2 separate regions of the Oryzias latipes genome follow, and region 2 is linked to region 1. The links are chromatin contacts, called in public Hi-C maps. All regions are on one chromosome and are shown on one strand. Each heading gives the region's core, a stretch centred on a gene start, on an enhancer-like site or on the middle of the called end of the contact. The rest is flanking DNA. Distances are from core to core; before and after follow the strand shown.

Region 1 (5,941 bases), core at 1,458-3,957:
GCAAACTGTGCTTTTCTGCCTTCCAGGTGGGAAGCGGAGCAGGTGTAGGCTTCAACGTAAACGTGGCCTTCACTGGAGGACTGGAACCTCCCATGGCTGATGCAGAATATTTAGCTGCATTCAGGTAAGCCCGAAAAACTTCCCACTGTGTATGTGTACTTCACTACATGATCAATAATTCCTTTAAATCCTCTTTTAAAGCTCCTAAAAGGACAACAGTCTGGTCTTCATGCTAGGCAGGATTTTTAGTGGTTGTCGTGTCTCTGAAGGTATCTAGATATTCTCACGCTCCCACCCTACTTACTATCTGCAGGTTTTCCTAACGCAGATATGTGCAGTTTAGGTTCCAGCAGCCGGATAGATAGATAGACTTAGATTTGTTCCAGTCTCCTAGAACCTCTTTGAAGATGGTTCTAGGAGTGTCCATCTGCGTCCGTCAGGCCGGAGCCCGATGCTTTGAGCTGACAGGCCACTGTCTGATCCCAGCTTCAGCACGCAACTTCCAGGAAATGCACCTTAGTCCGTTAATGCACCCCAGTACCCTTTCTCCCCCCCAAAAGGGTCTGTTTTCATTCTGGTATTTCCACACCCCTTTCGACTTTCTGCTCCTCTTGCTGCAAACGCATCTGTGACAAGAAAATCGAATATTATGCAATAGCAACAACCGGTAACTGAAACTTAGTTCCACAAAAATGAAGTGACAGAATTCATTCTTATTTTTTGTAACAGTCTTTTAATACCCACTCTGATAAAATTCATAGATGGGGTGTTTTTAAAATGTTTTTATGTTTTTTTTTCTAATGATGGAGGACATATTTTAGGAACATTAAGCTTAAAACTGCATTTTATTATTAACTGTTGTGAGTCTGGGGCAGACAAATAAAGTGCTGTTTAAAAAAGATCCATTCTTGATGTAGAAATAATAAAAAGTATTTTCAGATTTGCACACTAACGGCTAAGTTATGTATCTTATTTTCTATCAGATCTTTAAAAAATCCAAATAATGCATTGGCAGAAAAAAATGACAGACTGTTGACCAGGGTGGCTGCAGATCCTTAAAGTCCTAAAAGGTCTTAGATTAACTAAACTCAAAATAAGGCCTTAAATTCTGGTCAGTGGATCAAATATTTTTCTTGTCAGAGTGATGACTTCCTGTCATAAAAAAGCATTGCCAGGATGCGCTGTGTTACAAGGTCGTGACCTGGTCACAAATCGTTCTAACCTCGGCTGGCTAATTGGTGGGAAAAGGGGGAAAGTGCAAATTCATGAAGAAATTGAAAGTAGGGATTACATTAAAGTAGGTGGTTGAGACCAGGTAGTGGAAATCCTTATGTAAAAAACTGTACGGTTTGCCGACAGACATTTAAAACAGAGGGGGGATCAAGGCGGTCGAATCGCATGTGAAGAACAAGAGCAGATGGCGGCTGTTTGTTTCATTTTCTTTGTACGTACAGTACATATGGGGTCAAATCAGGATCACCTGAAGGTAAATGTAAATCCAGATAAGCTGATAAACTTTTTTTTGTCACCAATGCCCCCCCTCCCATTCGTAACCAATCTACACCCATCCAAAGCAAGGCGCGCATCCCATGAAGCTGCAGCCTCAGTCAACTCTGAACTGTATGTGTGTATTTGTTGTATGTCTGATCTTGTTCAGGTTGTACTGGAACACATCTCGTATGTCAATGTAAAAGCTGCACATATGAAAATAAAAGGATTCTGATTCTGATCCCCCCTCATTCGCGGGGTTAGGGACCAGAGACACTCGCAAATACAGCGAATTCAGAAAAAATAAGTGTGTGTGTTAACCTGCGGCGGTGCTGGCAGCGCAAACTCTTCCTGGAAGGGGCGATTCCTCACTTATCTACAGAACAGACCAAACGTTTGGACACACCTTCTCATTCAAAGAGTTTTCTTCATTTTCGTGACTATGAAAATTGTAGATTCACACTGAAGGCATTAAAACTATGAATGAACACATGAACAAAACAGTGTGAAACAACTGAAAATATGTCATATAGTAGGTTCTCTAAAGTAGCCACCTTTTACTTTGAATTACTGCTTTTCATTTATGCTGGATTTTATTCACTCACAAAAAATATGACTACTTTTTTATTTTTAAATCGTTTTTTTTACGTTATAGCTTTTTTCATGCTGTTGGTAAGTCTGTCCTGGAACACATTCATGCCTGTGATGGCAGGTCCTGTTTGTGTGTTTTTCATACCTATTGTTAATCATTGATCATCAAAGATCACTCTTGTTTTGTGTGTGTCTGTGTGTGTGTGTGTGTGCGTGTGTGTGCGTGAGAGAGAGGGGGGTAGCAAGGAAGAATATCAGTTTGGTTGTTTACTTCTTCCTTCCCTGGGGCCTTTAATCCCCAAAGGCTTTGGCACTTTCTGACAATTTATTGTCCCAGTGGGACGGCAACAAACCTGTCAAGTGGCTCATAGATCATGCACACATAAAAAACTATGATGCAGATGCTGCTTGGTTTAAAAGAAAAAAAGGAATAAAACACACAATTATGCAACATTTACCATGAATGAGAGGATTTTTAAACAGTAGTTTGCTGCACTTACTCATGCAAACACCTGATGCCTGGAGCCTCGGTATGTATCGGGCAATGTGGGCCCTTCCTTTGAGTCGTGTTTCTGGGTCCTGGTCCACTGCGGGGCTGGTGCCACGTTGCATTCACAGGGGATCAACTCAGAGCCTCCAGAAAGCACAGAGGGGGGGGAGATAAGAAAATTGGCCCTAATGAAAACCAGAAGCAGCGTCTCTCTCCCTCTGTCAACCCCCCCCCCCCCACTCTTTGCCATGAACTTGGAAAGAAGAGAGAGAATAAAACTTAATTCAAACCAGCTCTCCGCAGTGCCAGATGACAGGGCTTTGAAGTCTAAGTGTGTGTGTGTGAGTTTTTCACCCTCTTCGTCTCTCCTCCTCCTCCTCCACTGCCGCCGCCACGCTCACTTCTACTGTTTTTATGAACGGAGGAGGGAAGCCTCAAACTCTGCCGGTTAACCTTTTGTTTGCCGGTGGGATGAGGTTTTTGCTCCCTCTGTAGGGCGCGCTCTGCTTCGGCCCTACACCTGGCCTTTCATGCACAGAGACAGATGGACTTCACGGATTTGAAAAGGGCTGCAGAGGTCACACATGAAAGAGAAAAAAATCCATCATACATCAATGGGAAATCTATTCCTCCTTCAGAATGTGGAAGCAGCCACAATGATGTCATCTCACCTCAGCTGGGGGACAAGCAGGATGCTTAAGACCCTTTTTCGGATTTGTTTAAACTAACTGTACTTCGCTGATTGTTGAATATCCTAATTGTTTTTGCAATTACATCAGTGTGCATGCACTCACTTTGCTAGGTAAACCAGTAAACAAAAAGTAACTGGAAGAAACTCAGTGGTTTTAACCTGATATGGCCATTTGTATCATGTTCCATAAAAACTTTTCAGAGTAAAATCTATCTATTTATATGATAATATGCTACCTTTGGGCCCTGCGACAGACTGGTGACCTGTCCAGGATGTCCCCTGCCTTGGCCCTCGAGTGGCTGGGATAGGCTCCAGCAGCCCCATGACCCCGAAAGGGACAAATGGTTAAGAAGATGTGTGAGTGAATAAATGAACGTTACCTGTGGAAAAATAAAGAATTTTTTTTAAATGAAATATGACTTATTGTCACAGTTCATTTTTTTATACTATGAAGTAAGACGACTCAATCTCTGAGGCTCCGCCTTTTTCGCTCCATGTGGGTGCCGCCCCATTTCATGACGTCTACCTAGAGCCGGCCTCGGCTGTGTCTCTGCGTTTCGCCCACGAAAACAAACAATGTCCAAACTTTTGCAAAGATGGATGTGCATATTCTTCATATAAAGTTGTTTAGCCGATCACTGCTAGCTCTGAGGAGAAAGTGTTTGTGTGCGTTAGCCTGGGGCGGTGCTAGCAGCACAGACTCTTCCTGCAAGAATATCCAGGTCACAATGTGAAAAAACCCACTAGTTGTTTTAGATTAGTAGGAGTTGGTGCTCAGAGTGCAGAGTTTTACAGGAATGCTTGAAGATGAATTAAGAGGAATTATAATTATAATACTCTTAAAAGCTCAAAAAGGTTGATTTGGTTTTTTAAAACCCATTGTATATAGAACTTGGTCCATATTTTCAGCTCTTTAGCTCATCATCCTTCCACTAGAGGCAATAGAAGGGCTTTTTCTTTATATTGTAGGGGGCCGCCTGCAGAGAAATTTCCGCTTTAATCGGAAAAAGTTTTGCTAATTTTTTAAATCTTTAAAGTGAGAACAACTCCTCTGTTGTTTCTTTCTTTAAATGATAGCAAAATAGAATTTATTCCAATCAATCATTAGAAAAACCCACCGACACAACAGTGTTCACTCCCTATTTGCAGTTCACCGTTTGAAGTCTCCCTGTTTCATTAATCTTTCAGAGCAATTTTGCTTGCTTTAATGTTTTTGAAACAGTGCATTGTCTTCTGTTGTTATTAATTTTGCCTTTGTGCCTCTGTAAAAGGAACAGATTATTTAAGAAAGTTCCTCTGTTCGGATTGTTCAAGTCTAAAGAAGGGTTAATGTATTTTTCCGGATTTCCTTGAACAATAAACCATTCATTAATTCCTTCTTCTTCTTCTTCCTGATTGGCTGTTGATCTTGTCAATTAATCTCCTCCATTCCATGTCTCCTGTAACCAATCACTAACCTATCTTTATCTCAATAAAAATGATACTGGAATTTTTTGTGGATATTATCAAGGAGTTTAAAAAACATCCTAATTCTCAAAAAACAAGTGTTTTCTGTCCATTCTTTGATGTAGTGGTCTTTACTCGGTTAGAGAATGCAGTCCCTTCCCTTAGCATGTCCCTAAGCCAGCATCGTAAACAGTGTTCTTCTTCTAAACCACCAGCTTCCTTCTTCATCATTGTGGTAGCACATTATTGTGGTTTGAACCTCAGAGCTGGAAGTGATGACACCAGCACAGTGCAGCCTCATGAGTAGAACTTTCTGTCTGTGGTGGTTGAGGTGTCCTGTCATCTGTGCTCTTCCAACAGACCGTATCTGCATCTGTGGTCAAGTCTGTTTATTTGAAGCAGCCTAAATGTTTGTTATCTGTGACTGTGAATGGCAGACGTATCATTCTGAGATCAGCTGGTTCCTGTTAGAGCGGAAGTTCTTCATCCGTCCTGTTTTCGAAGCTTTTGTACCCAGTGTCCGTGTGTCTCGGTGAGCTCCTTCATCTTGGCATGACGTCTTCCCTGAAATGTTGCCAGATGCATCCAAAGGCACAGTGACGCACGCCTTCCCTGTCTGGGACTCCCAAATACCTTCTAATGCTCCCTCCAACCTCGCCCTCCGCCAGCTGTGTGTACATTTGTGTTGTGCTGTGGTGGTAGGGGAGTGAGGGGTGGGGGTGGGGGGGGGGGGGCATAGTTCAGGGCTGTAATTTAACGGGGAGCTGGAGATGGAATAAACCTGCACACCCCCAGCAGGGTAAAACTAGCGCAGGGGGCCTGCAACAGACCCTTGTGGTGCTCCGTCACTTACATCACTGACAGACCTGCCCAAAATACTACTTATATAAATATCACAGAAGACCCTAAAATATATGTGCAGAGCCGAAGTTTTCGAAGAGAAATACTGTTTATCAACTTGTGAGTGTTCATTTCCTGCATATATGTTATTATTTTCTGTACAAAACTTTCCCAAATTCCTTTATTTACTGTCTTCTACATTTTGAAGTTAATGTTTTAGTCCTGAGTACCTTTTTCTCCAGTTCTATAATAGTAATTATACATTTAACTTGAAAAGCTCCTTTCAAGACACCCAAGGATACTGTACAGATAAATCACAGTAAAAGCAACAAGAGACTCGGCAGCATTGAATGACCAGCAACTACAGCACGGCTCCACCCTTGCCGCCCCTTTTC
Region 2 (6,286 bases), core at 314-2,813, 100 kb after region 1:
ACATGTACTGGCTTCAGCAGGGGGACACGTCTGGCACTGCAGGGTTTGAGTCTCTGGTGGCGTAGTGTGTTACTGATGGTAGCCTTTGTTACTTTGGTCCCAGCTCTTGGCAGGTCATTCACTAGGTCCCCCCGTGTGGTTCTGGGATTTTTGTTCACTGTTCTTGTGATCATTTGGACCCCATGGGGCGATATCTTGCGGGGAGCCCCAGGTGGAGGAAGATTGTCAGTGGTATTGCATGACTTCCTTTCCTAATAATTGATTTCTTCAGACCAAGCTGCTTACCTGTTACAGATTCTGTCTTCCAGCCTGGTGCAGATCAACAATTTAGTTTCTGGTGTCCTTAGACAGCTCTTTGGTCTCAGCCATAGTGGAGTTTGAGGCTGTGGACAGGTGTCTTTTGTATAGATAATGAGCTCAAACTGGTATTATTAATACAGGTAATGAGTGGAGGACAGAGGATCCTCTTCCAGAAGATGTTACAGGTCTGTGGGAGCCAGAAATCGTGCTTGTTTGTTGGTGACCAAAACCTTATTTTCCACCATAATACACAAATAAATTATTTTAAAAATTGACAATGGGATTTTTGAGATTTATTGATGTGATTTGAACTTTAGGCCCATTGTACATAATTCTAAAAAAGAACAAGAAGTTTTCTAGCATTCGTATATTTGGCTGAATCACCAACTGTAAAGCACAGTAGTGGGGATGTAATGATTTGGGCTTCTGTTTTTGTTTTTTAGAGTTTCCGATTGCAACTTTTTAATCTTTAATGAGTTGAATCAGCCACAGAGCTGCAGCCTTTCTTAAAGTTTGGTCTCACAGTCGGAAGCTGTCCTCCTGCAGCAGGTTCCTCAGGGTGTCCAGGTCTCCCACGTAGGCCGCGTTGTGGAGCCGCATGTCATCCTGCTCCAGAGGTTTGTCGCAGAACTGCTCCTGAAGCCATTCCTTCAGGTTGCGGCCTACAGAGCACACTTCCAAACATCAGTTTGAGTTTTCCTTATATATTTAAAACATGAAAGAGCCTAGGCTGCACGACATCTGTCAGTCAAATGTTTTGATCATTGGATGTTGGGGCCAGAAGGCACCGCCTAACTTAATGGAGGGATCTGATTGGTCGGTTTATGACTTGAATGCACTAAAGAAAAATTTAGGATTAGAAAGATTGGAACATGTTAAATAAAAAAATAGTTTATTTATAGAGACGCTGTTTATTTCTCTATAGACGTCTATGGGAATTTGCGGTACTTCTGGTTCAGTCAGAACATCTTATGCCGTCTGCATCAGGGTGACAGATGATGGACGGGTTGGTTGGTGGCGGCTCGCGGCTCGTGCAGACTTGCTCACCTGCAGGGGTGGATGTGGGCAGGTCGGACACGGTGATGAGCGGAAGGAACCGGATACTGGGCGGTTCGTCCGCGTCCGGACCGTCAGCCATGCTGCACGACTGAACGCAGAGGCGATCCCGACACACAGACGCAGGGACAGGCGGGGGTCCGGACCAGACAGGAGAGCATAAACAAGCAGGACGGAGTTGACGAAGGCGTCTGCGCAGATCACGGCGTCACTTCCGGGCTGGCTGTGCAGCTTAAAGTGCCAGCGCGGGTTTTAACCAAACCAACTACTGAAAAAAAGGGTTAGATTCACTAAAGATTTTAGAAATAAATAAGGGTGAAGTAAAATAAATAAATACAATTTAAAAAAAGCTATTTAACTCAATACATTTTTCAAAATTCACTGTTTCAAGTTGCTGCCATTGAAGGTCAAACTTTTGAATGGATTTCAGTTCAATTATTAGTCTGCATGGATGACTTATGTATTAAACTTTTAAGTTTGATGAGCTGGAATGTTTACAGTTTAAATAACCATAAATTTCCTCTAAGGGATCCTCCACATCGGTGACTGACCCTTCTCAGTGAAAGGGGTCGCTGCAATGGGATCTCCCGGGTCTGACTCTGACTCTTTTGATTGGATCTGGGGGGTCCTGTGGTAGTGTACTCCGTGAACTTGGGTGGGGGTCACTGATGTGGACATGTCCCCAAAATATCATTTCCCCACTTCAGGACAAAGCCAGGTCTCTACATTCTATCATTTCATCACTCTTTATATCATGGTGTGCGTGGGTGTGTGTGTGTGTGTGTGTGTGTGTGTGTGTGGGGGGGGGGGTTGTCGGCACTGTTTGTCTTGTCATCTTGTTTTTAAACTTTATTGTATTTTATGCACAGCACTTTGAGTGACGTGTTGTTGTAAAGGTGCTATATAAATAAAGGTTGATTTGATTTGATTTGAAATACCACCTTAAACAAACATAAATAACTCGTGAGACATTTTCTTCTGGGCTTTTAAAGTTAATTTGACAATTCTTTGAATGTACGTTTGTTTGTTTGTTTATTTTGGATGGCAGCAATTAACAGCTGCCAAAAAAATAAAAATAAAAATTAAAAATAGAGCACCCTGCGAGCCCGCCTTCACCCAGCAGTAGTTGAGACTGGCTGCTGCGACCCAGTGACCCAGAAGGCATCCAGCAGGTTAAGAGGATGCATGGATAGATTAGATAGTATTAAAAAAAGTTAACTTCAAGTAAGTATACTTGTATTGCACTGAAAGAGACGACTTTTTGCTAAGGGTTGGTTCTCCAGTGTTGAATTTTCGAGGTGTAAATTGATAGATGGAGAAGCAGCTCAAAGCATTACATTTGAGCATCACACCAGGCACATTTAGCAGGAAGTTATAAAATACTCCTGGGGTCTTTAATGTTTCTTTATGCCCCCTGGGCTGCACAGTGGCACAGGCAGTGGTTGGCGCTCTTGCCTCGCAGCGAAAAAGCGGGGATTGAAATCGCAGCTGGGATCTTTCTGTGTGTAGTTAGCATGTTCTCCTCGTGCATGTGTGGGTTTGCTCCAGGTGCTCTGGCTTCCTTCCAGAGTCCAAAAAACAAGCTTCATAGGTTAATTAGTGTCTCTAAATTGTCGTTAAGTGTGACTGTGAGTGTGTAGCCCTGCAACAGATTGATGGGTTCAGGGTGTACCCCAACTCACCCTACAGTAGCTGGGTTAGCTCCAGGAACTCCATGGGGTTCAGCAGGTTCAGAAGATGGATGGATTTATGCCTCACTTTAATACCACCTACCAACTGCTGACTGGACTCAGTCTTGAATCCACTTAACAAAGGGCACCTTTAAAATCAGATTTTACCATCTCAGATTTATGTCAGTTTATTGTGTCAGTGTTGTGTAGAGATCAATACATCCTTTATTGACGATCAACTGCTCTCTATGGTTTGCTGTGATTATCACACCATAATTATCCCAGAACATTCGCTCATAGATAGATAGATAGATAGATAGATAGATAGATAGATAGATAGATAGATAGATAGATAGATAGATAGATAGATAGATAGATAGATAGATAGATAGATAGATAGATAGATAGATAGATAGATAGATGACTTTATTAATCCCACAATGGGGAAATTTCATTTATCTGTGGCAGCAAAAACGACATTCAGAAATAATCTTTATAATACAACATCAAAAAAGGACATCAAAATCATCATCATGGTCTTCACGGAGGTTTTTCACACAAACATGCAATGGAGACTCAGCCACTTTGTTAAACTCTTGAGAAAGGGTTTTACTTAGAGACATTTCTAGCAGAACCAAGCGTTGAGGGTAAAACCTCTCTCTGAACCCAGACCGAGAAAACCCCAATCTAAATTCAAGCCACCATACTCTCTTTAGGATTAAGAATAAAGCAAAGATCAGAACAGTGTGAATACAAGCATCTCTCCCAACATCTCTCCGTACTTCAATTCGGGTCAAACTGGTTCTTAGAGTCGGGTTTTCTACACCCGAATGAGCCTCTATAAACCCCAACACATGTGGAATCAACTGGGCTGTATGAGAGATCCCTCATGTGTTGACCAGGGAATGTTCCCACTGAAAGGTTCAGAACTTTCTCCTGGTTTCATGTGAGACCTGAAGAGCTTCCCTCTGCTGGTTTTGTTTGGAGTGAATGAAGGAGAAGTGACTGCTGGTCGATAGTTTGTCCTAATGCTGCTGGACCTTCTCGTGAGCTGAGAGGAGATCAAGTTCTGTCAGGATTTAACCCTTGTGCTATCTTAGATGACCCCACCCTTACATTGATGTGTTCTCCCTACCATGACAAAGGTGGATAAAGGTAGGTGTCATGTAATCCATGGACACCAGTGAAGATCACAAATCATTGAAGAAAAAAGGTTCAGCGCACTGTCTAGTGGGTCTAGATGACCCAACTCCCAATGGTAAAGTTCCTAGGATAGCACAAGGGTTAGAGGAAGTAATCTCTGCAACAATCTGCAAGAAACTTTAGTGCAGCTTTTTTGTCTAAAAAAAAACTTCCAGGATTGAGCACACAGGACTTAACTGGTTTAGTAGGAGTCCATGGGAAGTGTGTGAAGTCTGTGGGCGATTTCTCAGTGACAAGAGAAGGGAAGATCAGGGGGGTTGCATATATAACATATGCAGTACTGGTTCATATCATTTCTTTTGTATTCATTCCCTTCCTATGTTTCTTTCCTTTTGTTTTCATATTCTACTCCGTTAAGTCCCTTTCGGGGTCACGGGGCTGCCGCAGCCTATCCCAGCCACTTGTGGGCGATAGAGGTCACCAGTCTGTTGTAGGGTAGAATGTCCACAATCACACACCCATTCACACTCACACCTATGGACAATTTAGTTGCCAATTAATCTATGAAGCATGTTTTTGGATGGTGGGAGGAAGCTGGAGATCCAGGAGAGAACCCATGCACGCACGGGGATAACATGTAAACTCCACACAGAAAGGTCCCCCATTGTTGTTTTTTTTTTTTTTTTACTTGTCCTGTCCAACAGCTGGGCAGACAGATGAGAGCTGAAGGCCTCTTGTGTTGGACATATTTTACTTTTACGACAGGGGTTATGAATCTTCTGGCAAACCAGAGGTATGTCTGAAGAAACCCCTGTTATTGTGTTTTCCATGTCCCCCAGCCGGGACTTAAACCGGGAGCCTTCTTGCTGTGAGGAAAGACCGCTAACCACTGCCTGTGCCACCGTGCAGCCCATGTTTATTTCCTTCAATGCGATATGCATGTTTCACAGTTTTTTGTATGCATCCTTATTTCAAAATAGGATTTGGAACCATTCCAATAAAGCATGTTTTGCTTAAAGTAACTGCTCTTCTTCATAAAAGTTTGAACATGTGAAGTGTAGGACCGCCCAGCTTCTCACCATCAGTGAGTCGTTTTGTGTGTGTGTGTGTGTGGGGGGGGGGGGGGGGGGGGGTAAAACACACCAGACAGGCATGTAGCTGTGGGTTTATGCAGCATGATGACAGACACTGATATCCTGCTGCTGCTCTAAAAATAAACACACAGGTCACCAGAGCCACGCGTGTCCATAAGTGGACAGGTTGCATGCAGACCTCCTGCTCTGTGCATCAAAAGTGATGGAAACAGGAAAGCAAAACTGAAGAATTCAAATATGGGAGCCAGTTTAACAGCTCACCTTGAGTAAATAATCCTCTTCTGGAATCTGGTGTGGTGGGACATGCTTTACTAAAAACCTGTACAAGGGGCCCGCACAAAAGATCAAGGTCGTAGACCGCTCGGTGAGCCCATAGAGAGAAAAAGTTCATGCAGTTTTTTTTCCACGAGCATGCTGTGCGCGACAGGACTTATATAAGACACAGGGGCAAGCAAGGGCTAAGTAGGTGAGAAGACAGGGACATTGCATGGATATTTCGGTTATTTTTCCCAAATCCTGCGCACTGCTCAAGAAGCCCTTTGGTGCCATTCCTGTGATAAGTGCGCGCTCCTTGCACACAACCTATTAGAAATGAGGAAATTAAACAGAGTGTAGTTTATGTGGACATCCTACAGTTACTTATGCATTGCCTGTGCATGCAGAATTTGCATTTGGTCAGTAGGGAGCCAGTATGCGTAGCACCTTACTAATGAGTGTGGTGTGAGAGCAGCATGTAACAGCATCACCCACAGATCATGAATGCATGCCATTTCCGTTAGCCTGAAGCTAGGTTTATACCGTCCTCGGCATGTGCATCCATTGAGCACCTCCAATAAAAGTATGTATATGCGCATTTTGGACTTCCATGTTCAAAACTCCCGCATTCACAAGAAAGTTTCTATGATTGTTTTTAAGCTCTACATGCAAAATGTATGGCCATTACTTGCATGTTGCAAGGTAAACCAGGATGAACTTTGACTAATTGAATTTGCCGTTTTTATTCTTTGAAGTGCAAATAATTTG

The links. Hi-C and Micro-C count contacts between places; a contact is called where the count stands out from the background.
Region 2: a contact with region 1 is called in a Hi-C map of fibroblasts, with 1.7 times the contacts expected there. The contact joins the promoter of LOC101164604 here to the enhancer-like site in region 1. A contact is called at or near these places in 3 of 5 Hi-C or Micro-C datasets (embryo and fibroblasts).

Annotation. Positions count from the first base shown.
Region 1 is chr21:26,295,199-26,301,139 of ASM223467v1, forward strand. LOC101157017 (histone deacetylase 4) reads left to right here. Exons shown (of 28, transcript XM_020713280.2): 23 at 27-124. Among protein-coding and RNA genes, the nearest start is that of twist2, 27 kb to the right of the region's middle. Within about 2 kb of position 2,708, at least 2 of the 8 cell types and tissues checked have an H3K27ac peak or open chromatin away from gene starts, as enhancers often do.
Region 2 is chr21:26,397,608-26,403,893 of ASM223467v1, forward strand. It overlaps LOC101164604 (ankyrin repeat and SOCS box protein 1), which reads right to left and starts at 1,564. Exons shown (of 5, transcript XM_004082011.4): 1 at 1,348-1,564; 2 at 824-962. The coding sequence starts at 1,438.